Regions from separate parts of the Mus musculus genome. Here region 1 is linked to region 2. Evidence: chromatin contacts called from public Hi-C data. All regions are on one chromosome and are shown on one strand. The core of a region is the stretch at or near the end of the contact, and the rest is flanking DNA. Distances in the headings are between cores, read along the strand shown.

Region 1 (7,240 bases), core at 3,136-5,635, 470 kb after region 2:
CACTATAATCAAATGTCTGAAAAGAATTATGTTTGTTTTCCATAGCCCCCTCTTCTGCCACACAACAGTCTCAAGGGATCAGCTGCTTCCTTTACCTCAATTTTCCCTACAAGCACCACCACTAATGTGGGGACAGGAGGTAACTTGGAAGGAGGAATTAAAAGAGTAAATCTGGATTCTTGCTTCAAACAGTGCTGAGTACTACTATTTAGACAATATGTTTCCTCCACAAGATCCATGTGGCAAAGGCCCGCTCCTCAGCTTGTACTATTGAGAAACAATAGACACCTTAAGAGGGAAGGCCCAATGTGAGGTCATTAGGTCACTGATGACATGATGTTGAAGAGGACTGTGGAGCCCCAGCCAGGGTCACTTCCAGACTATAAGGGAGCAGTTTCACTCTGCCATGTACATCCCCCATGATACTGACTCATCCTAGCTTAAAGAGAATCAGGGCCCACTAACCAGGAACTTGAACTTCCAAAACTCAGCCAGGGTAAACGTTTTCTATTCAAAGTTTATTGTCTCAAGTATTTGTCACAGTGACAGGAAGCTAACACACCAAGGTAACAGAAATATAGATGGGAGGTCAAAATGGGCAGGGTCAAAAAAAATACAAGAAATACTTATGAAATATAAAATATAACCACAGGGTGTCTCTTGACAAAATTCAGAAGTTGTGTGTTTCCATTTCAGGTGCTGCGCCAAGTAATCAAAACTTAGATGTCTGCGAGGTCAAGTTCGGATTTTGATCAGAGGGAATAAATACTTAAGTAGAGCAGAAAGACCACGCACTATTACAATAGATGATCCAAGGATAAAGCCTCTCACAAATATAACTGAATCTTCCCAGATACCAAAAGGTCCTGGGGTCAGAGGTAGTGAGAAACAAATCTGTGCTTGTATAACTCCAGGTAGATGGACAAGGAATTTGGTGGACATCCTTTTCCATGGCTAGGAAATTGAATAGTGTTTAAAGCAGCCCTATCATAAAAGTTTTGATTAAATGTCAGAGCAGTCTTACATGAGAGCCCCAGAAAGCCACAGAGAAGGTTGAGGAATTTTATGGTTTATATTGTAAAGTTCTTATAACCCTTTGTGTACTAGCAGAGGGAGAGAGGCTAATAACCTGTGCTCTGTGTATATATCTTTAATTTCTCTGAACTAAGACTAATAGTGTGCTTCAAAGCATTGATGTATTTCAGCATACTGCCAAAACCACTGTGTCCCCTTAGGACAAACAGAATTTTTTTTTCATTGTGAAAACTAACTAAATAACATTGGTTAACTCATTTTATAATTTTTTTCTATAAAACCAATTGTGTGAAGTAGGAAAATAGAAGTAGACTTTCTATGGTAGGATCTCTCTCTGATGATATGTTTACAGAGAATTGAACTCAAGAGGGGAGAGAAGGGAGACACTATACATTCAAGCTATGAGCTCTTGTGTTTGATTCTTTGTGATAAAATCATGTATTGACTCCAACCTTGGAGTTTTCACTATTTCAACAAGAAACAGAAGGGAAAGGTTGTAGTTTCTTCACATTTCACATTTACCTCTGATGTCAGAAAGAACCCCAGAGACCACACACTCACAATCCTGAGCGTGGGAGAAGCAGAGGGAGAAACAAGACAGGAAGGCCCATTCTCCAGCTCCCACTGATGCAGGTTATGCTCTGAGATTCAGTGGCATTTTGTCAAAATCCAAAAGAATGAGTCATGAGACAGAGTGGGAACCAGAAAAATGTCCAGGTCATCCTAGACGAGAACTTTGTGTTTTGGCTGTGCTGTCTTCTGGTATTGGCAATGGCTTCCCACAACTCAGACATGCTTATTGGGACCATAAAAGCACTGCCCAATGCTAGTAAGAATAATTTTGTATTCATCTGTCATGCTATCACACCTTGACCCAGAAAACTAAATCAGCCTACCTAGGAAGTTAATGGAATGTGCCATTTGAGAGTTGAAATTACATCTAGGTGAAAGATCTTTTTGTCATTGATTTTTCATCTAGAGACATCTACAAGACAGCATGTCTTAAGAGAAATCCAACGCATAAAATAGGTCCAAAGTTTACTAAAGTTTCCTATCAAGGCAGTAGATCCAACTTACTTCTTCAAAAATCTGTTTTCTGACCTGGAAATGTAGTTCAGTTGGTAGAATGTTTGCCTAGTGTATGTAAAAAGCTTGGGGCTAACCCTGAGCGTACACCAGACATAGCGGCACATGCTTGCAACTCTTACACCCAGGAGCTATAAGGAGAAGGATCAGAAGGTCAAGAACACTCTTGGCTACAAAGACCAAGATGCATAAAGCCCTGTATTAAATAAATATAATAATAAGAAGAAAGTGGTACATTTTCCACTTAAATGTAGACTGTATTTTCCCCCAAAGTCAGAATAGCAAATAAGATGGATTGGAAATAGCATTAAGATGGTGTCTTGACTGGCTTTGGTGCTATATGGATGCACAGCCTTGGACATGACAAGTGAACTTCTGAGTCTCACTTGCATCTATCAATGCAGAAATACTGTCGAGAGATGGAGCAGCTGCTTTCTAGTGGCCTCATTGTTTACTTAGGTTAAAAGTAGGCCATCTAATGTTTGGCTGTGGGTCTCTGCATCTGTTTCCAGCAGTCACTGTATGAAGCCTCTCAGAAGACATTTAGGCTAGACTCTAGTTTGCGAACATAGCAGAGTATCATTAACCATGCCAAGGGTTGGTTCTCGTCCATGGGGTCAAGATGCCACAAGGAGACTTACACCATCAACTAACCTGGGCCCATAGGGGCTCACAGAAACTAATCCACCAACCAAAGAGCATGCATGGGCTGGACCTAGGCCCTTTTCTTATTTGTATCTTCTGTGGATCTCCTAACAATGTGAGCAGAAGCTGCCTCTGACTCCATTGTCTGCCTTTAGGATCCCCTACCCCTATTTATACTGCCTTGTCTTTTCTTAGTAGTAGAGGGTACACTGAGCACAACTACAACTTAATGTGCCAGAACAGGGTGGTACTCATGGAGAGAGGGCTTTGATCATGGAGTTTATGGAAAAATCATCAAAAAGAAATAAAGAAAAATTATGCATATGAACAAAAATTTCACAAATAAATAAATAAGTAGACATGGGCCACTTTTCTTTTTTTTGGGGGGGGCACTTTTCAAATGTGCTTAGAACACAGGAACTCAAAAGCTGCTGGCTGCTCTTCATCGATAATCCTTTTAGAATCACCAAATGACCAATCCTCTTGTCACCCTCAACTTTCCTTATCTATGGTTTGAGCTGAACTGCCATTATGAATATTAAAAAGAAAAATCACAGTGGACAGTCCAGAGATAGAGCAGAAGCAAGCAGTCATTCAATATACATTTTCTTACTCACCAGCGAGTTATCTTATGGACTTATGACCAGAATAAAACATGAATAAGAAAAAAAAACCACAATAACAACCCTTTTCTCTTTCTGTAGCAGGAGCTTTGAGGAGAAGCCTTGGGACTAGCTCGTTGTATATTTCTATTCATTAAAACTTCTGATCAGGGGTTCAGCTCAGCAGTTGAGTGCATTCCTAACATGCATGATAACTGTGTTGCTGTCTCAGAGCCACCAAAACAAAACAACAAAAAAACAGCAACAAAAATCTCTATAAATAAACCAACCAAACTGTAAGGAGCTAAAGATTTTACAAAATTGCTATACCTCTCAAATTTTTATTATGGTAAAAACAAAAAAAAGAGACAGAGAAACATGAAATTATTTATCATCATTTCTAAGTGTATACACAGGCAATATATTCACATTTTTGTGCCCCAAATCTCTACAGTGTTTTGTTTTCCTCAGCTGAAACTCTGTCCACTCAACAACTCATGTCCCCTCTTCAGCCTTCAGTAACTGAAAGGCTATTTGTCTACCCACCTTTTGCATACCTTTAGCTTCTACAGATCTCATGAGTGAGATCACACAGAATATGTCCTTTCATGTCTAGATTATTTACCTTAGTGTGATACCTCCAAGTTCCCTTCATATAATTGCATGTGTCATAGTTATTTTTCTTTACAAAATTTAATAATATTTCATTGTAGGATCACACCATACTTTTGTAATCACTCACCCATCAAATCCCTCAGCAGTCTTAGCCAAATCTTTTAAAAATATACAACTTCCAGTAATTATTTTATAGCCCCAACTCAAATTCAGTACATCTAGTTTGTTCAGAGGAATCGGAACCATGGTAAGAATAAAGATTATTTGTGCTCCCTACTCCCTGCTCCCACTTTCTCGTCCTTGAAATTGCCATCTTGCCAGTACATTTCCCTATGTTTAGCCAGATCTTCCTCCTCATGTTGACTCAGACAAACCAAAACACTGTTGCGAGGCTTGGTATTTAAACTGTTCTGAGAAAATACTGTTTAGTGGTTTTCGGCCACTAAGTAAACATCATTCAATACTTGCTGTCATCCTGTACTTTAGAAACTACAACAGCTGAAAGAGGAGCTCTCTGGCTCCACTGCCATCCTCTGACACCATGATTGTCCTTAGGATCTGTCCATGGCCAATGAGGGGAACGTTACTGCCCTCCACTCTCTGGGCATTCTTGCTTTACACTGGCTCTAAATCTAGCATTGGGATTTTGTTTGGTTTATTTCTTTGTTTTAGGGAGAAAAAGGAACAAAGAGAACCTCCCAGAAAAATACTTTTAAGTGAAAGGAACTACGGTAACAAGGAGGATTGAGACTCAACATCAGATTCTTTGAGGCCCTCATCCTCTGCTGTCTCTCCTCCTGAGATTTCTTTGGATTGTCCTAATAAAGCCTTGGCACCAGGTGTGTGTGGTGGGGTATATACCCATGCTACAAGATTTGTTCTTGAATGTTTCAATCCATGCACCAAAATGGTCTGCTTATCCTGTTCCAGGTAGACTTCTACCTCCTCCTTCCTCTGTAGTCAGACCTGCCTCATTCAGATACCTAGTCAAAAGTATAACCTCATTGGATTTCTCGTTCCTCATGTCCTAATGCATGAAGATGTCTATCTAGATTTGAAATGAGTCTAGCCTTCATTTTCTTTCCAGTTGAACCACAGTGGGGAGTCTTAATGACAACAAGCAATAAACTGACAAGGTGTATCCTTCTCCTACTCTCCAAGCTGGTTTGCAGGATACAGGCACTAAACCTAGCATCTGACCCACCATGACCTTAAGAGCCAATAGAATCAAAGACCCCCTATGATTAAGCTGAGGAGGACAATGGGGTCTTAAAGATCTAGACTACAAGAGGACTACTGGCAACAGTGGTGAGATGGACCAGAACTATCCACAAGTTCAACCTCGATAGTACATGAAGGGCAGACTATTCTATCAAGAGTCTAGAGCCATCACTCTAGAAACTTTAGCCTAACCACTTACATTTCTTCACTTGCAGTGGCCAGAGATGCATACTTGAACATGTCTTTTGCTTGTTGGCCTTACTTCTGTAAAGATCCCTTTATTAAAACCCCAGGGAGTGTTGCAATTCTGAGTGCTGGTCACTGGGCTTCTAGACTTTCCGTGGGTCACTGGCACTGTCTGTGAGACTCTTTGAATGTGTGTTGCATCATCCCTACCATAGCAGCAATGTTTTTATGCCCCCTAAGGCAGAAGCTTCCAATAGATGCCCTGTCTCTGATCCTCATGTGCCCATAGCCTGCAGCTGTGACTCCTCCTCAGCTGCCATGTCTGTTATGCCATCTGTTTTACCCACAGCCATTCCTACTCTGACTGTTAACATGGCAGGGAATGTAAGCTTATGACTTGGGACTACAGGTGAGATGATGTAGTGAACTGCCAGGTTTTCTGGAGAAAAAGTTCCAGTAGAGTTAAAGAGAAATTTAATGCCCCAAATATGGAAACTGAAAACAACTCTAAAGGCTTAAACATGATAACAAGTGTACCCTGCTCCAAAGGCACCACAGATAATTCATATATTTTGTATTATGTGTGGTTCCATATACTTTGCTCAAAAGTTATTAAAATCATATCACATCTGAAACTTAACTCCATGGCTATGCTGCTGTCTTTCTAAGACATCAGCAATATTTCAAAGTGATCAAGAACCACACATGAGCTGCAACACCCATTAGCCCAGATACAGAGATCTTTCATCAGTGCAGAAAGCTCATTTCCACCATTGCAAGTCTACTCTGAGAATTCTAGGAGGTCAAGATAGAAGAGTAAATCCCAGATGAATAATTAATAGCATGCCAATTCAATGCACTCCCTAAACACCATCCTTCTGAAAGAGCATGGTAGTCACTAATGATACTATATGACCTGGGTGTATGCCCATAAGGACATCACATATGCAAAGCCCTTGGCTCAGTCCTTGGCTCTAAAATGGGGGGGGGGAGGACTCCACCAGTAATTATGATAGGATCTCAACTAGCCCAAAGGCATTGTCACCTTATCACCATGTTTCCCCTGGGCATCCCAGGGGTAGAGTCTAATGTGAACAGTGTTGACAGTCACTGAAGAGATTGAAGAAACAGCTTGATCTGATGTCTGTATTTCAATATTACTCTGGGTGGGAGATGGGATTACGGGTTTCCAAGTGGTTAAAGAGCTTACTACAAAAGCATGAGGAAGGACCTTAGTTAGGATTCCCTAGGACCCATGTAAAACACCAGGTATAACAGTGCATATTTGTGATTCCCACTCAAGGGAACAAAGACGGGTAGATCTTTGATGGTCAGTCTAAGCAAGAGGTTAAGCTCCAGGTTCAGTGAGAGACTTAGCCTCAAAAAAAAAAGTTGAAGAATTATAAAGGGAAATATCTTGTGTTGAGCTCTAGCTTCTACACACACATGTGCAAGCATACATACTTGAATATGTGCATACATAAACATGTCACAAAAGAAATATGCTCACAGAAAGAATGGGGCAGCTGGAGAGATGGCTCAGCAGTTGAGTATTGACCGTTCTTCCAGAGGAGCTGGATTCAAATTCCAGTACCCGCATAGCAGCTCATGCAGGCAGGCAAACTACTAATGCAGGGGGTGGGGGGATGAGAGGAAGGGAAAGAGGGAGGAAGGGAGGGGGGAAGGGAATGTAGAAAGGGGGAAATTGTTCTGGGATGCTGCATGCAAAGTAGACTAGAGTATTCTCTCTCAACTGGGATTCCCAGACCAGAAGCATAGCTCTACCTAGAAAAGTGCTAGATAGGAACATCCCAGACTTCCTGAAAATTTGGGTATAATCTAATAGCCAA
Region 2 (7,559 bases), core at 4,439-6,938:
GTAACAGTTGTACAGCTGGGTCTTCATCCAGGCCTCCTAAAGTAGGAGCAGAGACTGTCCCTGCCTGCCTTTGGGTCCTTTTCCCTAACTGGGCTCCTTCTCTAGCCTCAGTAGAAGATGCACATAGTCTTATTGCAAATTGATATGACAATGCTGGTTGACATCCATGGAAAGCCCCCCCTCTATGGAGAGGGAGGTAAGAAGTGGATTGGGACGGTAGTGGAGGGAGGTAAGGTGAAAAGGGGGGACTGGGAAGAAAGGAAGGAGGGAAAATGCAGTTGGAATGTAAAGTAAATAAATAACTTAATTAATTTAACAAAATTCACTACTTTGCTCTGTTTGAGGGGCATGGAGATAATTCACTCAAATTCTTTCCTGTTCTTTCTTTCTTTCTTTCTTTCTTTCTTTCTTTCTTTCTTTCTTTCTTTCTTTCTTTCTTTCTTTCTTTCTTTCCCTGTTTCTTCTCTTTCTTTCCTTCTTTTGTTTCTTGTCTTTTCTTTTTTCCTTATCCTTTCTTGTTCTGTCTCTGTCTCTCTGTCTCTCTTTCTCTCTCTCTCTCTCTCTCTCTCTCTCTCTCTCTCTCTCTCTCTCTCTCTCTCTCTCTGTGTGTGTGTGTGTGTGTGAGGCAACTTCTCACTATGATAGCCCTGGCAGACATGTTCCTCACTGTGTAGAACACTCTGGACTCAAACTAACAGAGATCTACCAGTTTGAGGGAATAAAGACATGTACCACTATGCCAGGCTTCTTTCCAGAGCTTTTATTCCCAATGAAGCTACCAGTTGACAGAAGAAATATAGAATTGTGTACATTAGTAAGATACAAAGGAAATATACAAATGTATGACTTTACCTCATGCTGATTTTCACATTATTATGTATTATGTTTTCTATGTGCATCATATTTATTTCTAGGACTCCCTCAATATGTTAAGAATTATAACTTCTATTTTTTGTTTGTTTTTTAGCAACAAGGTTTGACTAAGTAATCCAGGCTAGTTTGGAACTCCTGCCTCACGAGTTTTCATGTGCTGTGGTGATTCTAGGAGCGTGTCACCATAACCAGCTGTACTATCTTCAGAGGCTTGGAGTTATCCTAAAGCCATAGAGCTAGCCAGTGGTAGATGTGAGGTTTGAGGTGGGTTGGTCATCTGCTAACGACACCTCAGTACTTTCATAAATTCCTCAGAAGATAAAGAATAATGATTATCAGTAGCCACTGATCAAAGCTTGTATGATGTGAGTATATCAAACTTTAAAAAATAGCCCAAATGAGTAAAATTTATATTATTATCGTCTCTATTTTAAAGCTAGAGGGAAAAGGAAACCAGGACATCTTTAGGAGAAGAATTATTTGAAACAAACTTTATTTACATTTAAATTAATTCAATGAATGCTTTGGAGACAGGTCTCCTTCTGTCGTCCAGGGTGGCTTGCAGCTTATTTTGTTCCTATGCAAGTCTCAAACCAACTGCAATTGTACTTTTGTCAGCCTCCTGGCATGGGGGCTGCAGGTATGAATTGCCATGTCTGGCCCAGAAGTACACACTGAAGGTAGGTGCTGCTGAGTGTTGAGCAGTAATATCAAGAACTGGGATGCAACCAAGATCTTACCTATTTGTAAGCTAATATCTGTTCCAGTTTCATGAATGAGGAGGGCCCAGGCTCTGTGTTAAAGGACAATGCATTCTTCACTGCACTGTTTTGTTTTGTTTTGTTTTGTTTTGTTTTGTTTTGTTTTTTAATGGCTATGTTTTATTTTGTGAGAAAAAGTCTCACTATGTAGTCCTTGCTAGCCTGGAGTTTGCTATGTAGGCTAGGCTGGTCTTGAATATGCTATTTTCCTGCCCCTATCTCCCAAGTGCTAGCATGGCAAAGGCATTTAAAACTGTTGATTGCCTGATTTCAAATCCTCCACATCAGTGGAGGCAAGACCCAGAATCTAAGGAATGTGACTATCTTAATTACAGTTTGCATTGCTGTGAAGAGACACCATGTCTAAGCAACTCTTATAAGGACAACATTTCATTGGGGCTGGCTTACAGGCTCAGAGATTCAGTCCATTATTATCAAGGTGGGACCATGGCAGCATCCAGGCAGGCATGGTACAGGAGGAGTTGAGAGTTCTACATCTTCATCTGAAGGCTGCTAGGAGTGGACTGGATTCGGGGCAGGCCATGCCTACAATGAAAAAAGTTCCTCCACCAAAGCTACACATTCTAATCGTGCCACTCCCTGAGCCAAGCATAATCAAATCACCACATATCCAATGATTTCAGATTTGAGAGAAATTGTGAATGTTGAGAACACGTGGAAGAAAATGTGCAGGTAGAAGCTTATTACTCCATGAAAGAAAGTGTCTTTTGCCCCTTGTGTTATTCCAATGGAGTTAATCTCATATCTATAATAAATTGAGCATTCTATGTATTTGAAAAGGAGAGAATATAAGTGAAGAAAAATGCAATTTTTCTAAACCCTAATCAGGCTTTATAACATATAGTAATGTTTATGTATTAGTCAGTTTGGAACATTGTTATAGAATTTCACAATCTGGGTGGCTTAAACAATAGAAAACTTTTGTTTGATTGGTTAGTTGTTTCTTTGATTTTGTTGTTGTTTGTTTGTTGGTTTTTAAGTTCTGGAAACTGAAAGTCCAAAATCTAGGTTCTAGCATGGGGATTGCTGATGTCCAGTAAGGATTCTCTCTGGACTGTAGACAAACACATTTTTGTGTGCTTTCATCCCCCTACCCTCAGAAAGGGGGCAATGGAGAGCTTATAGTAAATTTCTCATCAGGGTACTAATCCTCTTGGATCAGAGCCACACCCTACACATTATCTTTGGTTCCCCTCCAGCAGCTCTCTACTGATACAGTCTCCTGTCACATTTACAGTCAGAGCTTCAACATAGAAATGCTGGGGTGACACAGTCTAGCCCCTAACAATCTAATCCACAACAAATCTCAGACAGTTGTGACCTCCACTGCTGATAACAAACAGATGTTTTGAGAGTTCTGCTGAGTCATAAAAGGGGGCAGACAGACACTGAAACCAGTGTTCTGGAATCACAGGCTACTTTGCAGTGGCTGCTGGGAAATCTCTCTATCAGCTTTGTTAAAGGATTGATGACATTATAATTATTATTATTTGACTATCTAGTAACAAAAGGAAATTAAGCTAGAGAAATTTAGAAACATGTGACACAGGGAAGTTAAGAGACTTGCTAAAGAGCAGAGCTAGAAGGGAGAATGGCCAAAAATGAGGTTAATTATAATTCAAAGCCATTATTTTTGTTCTTTGTTCTTCCTGGTGCAGTCTTAGGAGGGTTCCGTTACTCATTAACCAATAATTCAATTGATATAAATTATAAATCAATGTACTTCAATTTTTCTGAAGCCATGGAAATCATGAAAATGGAGAAGGGGAATCCCTAGAACATTTAATTAAGCTATAAAATTTCACTACATTTAAGAACAATGATATCAAAATCAAACTTACTCTGTTTTATTTCTGAATGTACAGGTTGAAGAAAAATCAGTTTGAGCTGTGATCATGTGGAATAAGCATTAAATAGGTGTTGGGACTACAGGAGATGAAAATCTTATGTCAAGTTGGCAAAGTTGGGTGTGATTCAGGTAAAGCTACACGTTCCACCCAAAGGTGGCAGCACTCTTACTACTTCTTTTGCTATGCTTCTTATTGCATTGAACACAATGGGCTCTTTGGGTGTTTCAAGGCTGCTTTTAGAAGTCATTTAAGGTAGATAAGTATATCAGTTTGGACCTAAGGAAGCTGAGACCAAAGGGTCTGTGAAATGTTCACTGTTTTACGGCTTTTAGAATTGTAGCCCAAACTAGAATCCAATAAAAGGACTCTCTGATCTGTATTTGAAACACTAAACTCCTAAGTTGGTGATATGTTCATAGCTAAACAGGAGTAGGTGAAAGTAAACTTGAACTTAAAAGAAAAAGAGCCATGAGGAAGACAAGAAAAGCCACTGACTTCAGGAAAGCAACGAGAAAATCCTTGATACTAAATTAACGTATTGCAGCATGCTTAATTGCACAGAAAAATCCCAAACACTTCCACTTGCAAGAGTTTCCTTGCCAGCAGCTGATCAACCAGGGCCAGAGCAGCCAAGTGTGCAATGCCTGGAGCATATTAGAAATGTGGAGCCCTTTTCCTCCAGAGTTACCAAATCAGAATCTGTGTCTTCAGACTCTAAACGGGACAATCCCTGACCGATTGACATCACAGAAGTTCTCCTATAGTCTAGACTCCAAACCACAGCATGACTCTCTTATTGCTGTAACTGGATCAGTGGCATCAGCATTGCCTGGAATGGGTGAGAAATGCAAGCAGCCAGTAAGGGCTTTGTCTGGTAACCAAATCATCTCTGCTGGGGGCTGGCAGTCTCTGTATTAGACATTCTCCAGGTGACTTCTGGCTCCAGAAGGACCCAGACTCACTTATCTGGCCTTTTCTGACCCCTTCATACCCAGATCCCATGATTCTGGAGACTATTGCTTCAGAATTGTTTCCTATTTCTGATGCTGTCTCCTCACATTCCTGCTTGATTAAAGGCTGCATAGCAGACAGGCTCAAATCAGCTAGCTTCTGTTTGCTGACTTCGGTGTGTGTGTCTGTATATGTGTGTCTTTGTGTGTGTGTGTGTGTGTGTGTGTGTGTGTGTGTGTGTGTGTGTTTATCTGATAAGCAGAGAAAACACCTTCTGGTTACAGCACCATTAGGACCCATTTTTCTTTAGGAAAAAAATGAGACTGTCTATACTGAAGAGGGTGTGACAGTATACACCATCATATAGGCTAGTTTCATCACTGTTTTTACAAACTCGGATGGATGGATGGGCCTTTTGTACACCCACTAGGAGCCTAGAAAGAGACGTTCTACACACTAAGAAGTGAGAATTGAATTAGGGTGCATTCACAGAAATGCGTGGAGGAAGATCCCAATTGCTTGCCTTCCCATGCGAGAATGAGTTTACTGAGAGGAAAGGTGGGCTGTTGGAATTTGTTTGTTCTGCAGATAAGTTTTGGAGCAAAGAAGCACAAGGCCATATCATTACTTAAAATGTTCGAATGAAGCACACTAAGTAGCAGTACTAGTGCCTCCGGCATGGGAACTGTAGGAAGTTGGACTCTCCAAAGCTAGTCATTGGAGACCTCCAGAAATCAGCCCCGTCGTGCTGGAGGAAGAGGGATAGAGGACAGACATTTGTCGTTGCTGTTGATGTTGTTGTTTGTTTGTTAGCTTTGTTTTGTTTTGTTTTTGGTTCAACTACTGAGTGTCATAGAAAAAAAAAACAGACTTGGTCCTAGTTGTAAACCAAATTTCTTTCTTTACTTCCTCCCCCTTTTCTCTCTCATCTTCCCTCCTTTTAGTCCTCCGTTTGTGAAACAAGGCTCTAATTGCCCTGCTTACGTCATCCAGATGTTGAGAGGATGAAATGGAGAAGAAAGCTGTGCATATGCTTTTACATGTTCATATTGAAGGTATCAAGAATGTTTCCCCGTAATAAAGTATCACGAAATAGTATTATTTCCGGAGCTTGAGAATTTCCCCCCACCCCTTTCTTTTCAAAGCCAGAGGCGCTTGTAGTCTTTGCAGTTTAAACTGGAGCAGAGGTCAGCAAGTTTCTTCTGTGAAATGCCAGAAAGTAAACATTTTTGGCTTTGTAAGCCAGATGGTTGTAACTACTCAGCTCCATTATTGCAGCCGGAAAGCAGCTATCGACCTCGTGTAAACAAATAGGCATACTGTGTTTCTGTAAATCTTTACTTACAAAAACTGGCAGTAGGCAGAGGTGGGACTGATTGTCCATTTCTGACCAAGAGTATTGGCTGCAGTTCATAGCCTTTTGATAAATTCCTGTAGTACTCTGGAGTCCAGTGATCACTGAGAGGAGTATAGATATTTCTATGCGTGTTACTGAGGAAGAAGGGAGCATAGCTCTCAGCACAGGCATCCTGAAGGTTCTAGTAAAATCTGAAACTTACTTGTCCTCCTTCATTGTATCTAGCAGCACCTAGGGTTGTACAGATGCACCACCAAATAAGGCAGTCCCTGTTTCTAGAGCAGTTTGTGGTCTGGATTAATGGCTGAGACACTCTTGATGTGAAAATATGGATTGCCGAAGAAAGACTATCTTTTGGGACAAAACGATGAACAGGTTATTTTTTGAGCACTGGCTATATGTGACTTGAATTGTGATGGTCACAGGAAGGAGGCCATGAGTTCTGACCCAAAGAGCTTACTAGTCACTGTGACTGCTGTAACCAGATCATATGTGGAAGACAAAATCACCACCTGCATTGATCATAGGACTCGACTGACCCATGAAAAGGACTTAGGAAGGAAGATAGTCTGGGAACAGAATGAAAATCTTGAGACACAGCTTTCTCTAGTTGGGCTTCAGCCTTGGTAACAACGAGAGAAAAACCATGAACCTCATCTTCCAATTTTCACAAGCAAAATACATCAGTCTCTGCTTTCCGTACCCAGAGGAGCTAGTCTGGAGTCATGTGAGTATGGGCCGCTTTCTTTGTTTGACTGTTTCTTTTGGATAAAGAGAATCCTGTTACAACTATTTTGAATCTCAGAAAGATCCCAGGTCTTATGGTCTAAAGTCAGCTGACCCCGCTTGTCTTTCATATCTGAAGCAGGATATAGCAATCCTGTGGACAGACTTCATTTTTTGATCCCCAGCCTTGACATTGTATTGCCCATATGACCCTAGACTGACAAAACCATTTCTACCATTGAGCTACTTCCCATGCCACCCTTATTCATGCCCCCTCCTTTCCCCCTTGTGCTATAGAATGTCTTTGAGTGACTGTGAACTTGCTATAGAGACTAGGCAAGCTTGAAACCTGTGATCCTCCAGTCTCTACCCTGCCTGAGCAGCAGCTGGAATCACAAGCTTGTACCACTAGACCTTGTATATGGGGAGTTTTCTTATAGCTGGAAGTTAAAGTATCATATAGATTATGCCAAGTGACTTCATGTTAGGGGAAAAAAGCAACTCCTCTATTTTAGTTGTCTATAACAGTATATGAAAAAACAACTTTACAACAATACCCTTGAAGTAATAAAGAACTGACTTTGGTCTAGGCACCAGAGCTCATAGTGTAATGTTGTACCTCATCTATTGAAACAGCCGACAGATTCAACCAACCAGCAAGTGTTCCTTGCATGTACCTGACACACCTGCTCACAGAAAACCTGACAAATACTTAAAATATTTCATTTTATTTGGAGACTACAAAGAAAATTTATTTGGTGGCTGCCGAGGTAGCTAAGTTGCTGCTCTGCCCGATGACATGAACTTGATATCTGATACACACATGGTGGAGTGAAAGAACCAACTTCCATAGATTCTCTTATGACTTCTGCTCACACCTGTGGCATGTAAACATGTGCACATACATACAATATAAGTAACACATAATAGATATTCTAAAAGTGTATTCCTAGTCATTTGAGTCAAGGCTATAAGAGTTGAAAGGATATTTTGGAGAAATAACACCAAGAGAAAGATAAT

The links. Hi-C and Micro-C count contacts between places; a contact is called where the count stands out from the background.
Region 1: a Hi-C map of uterus shows a contact between it and region 2. A contact is called at or near these places in 1 of 39 promoter capture datasets (cranial neural crest), 5 of 484 Hi-C or Micro-C datasets (adipose-derived mesenchymal stem cells and uterus) and 2 of 130 datasets of targeted methods (embryonic fibroblasts and fibro-adipogenic progenitors).

Annotation. Positions count from the first base shown.
Region 1 is chr19:18,344,241-18,351,480 of GRCm38.p6, forward strand. No RefSeq gene overlaps it. Among named protein-coding and RNA genes, the nearest start is that of Ostf1, 280 kb to the right of the region's middle.
Region 2 is chr19:17,870,298-17,877,856 of GRCm38.p6, forward strand. No RefSeq gene overlaps it. Among named protein-coding and RNA genes, the nearest start is that of Gm22880, 8.7 kb to the left of the region's middle.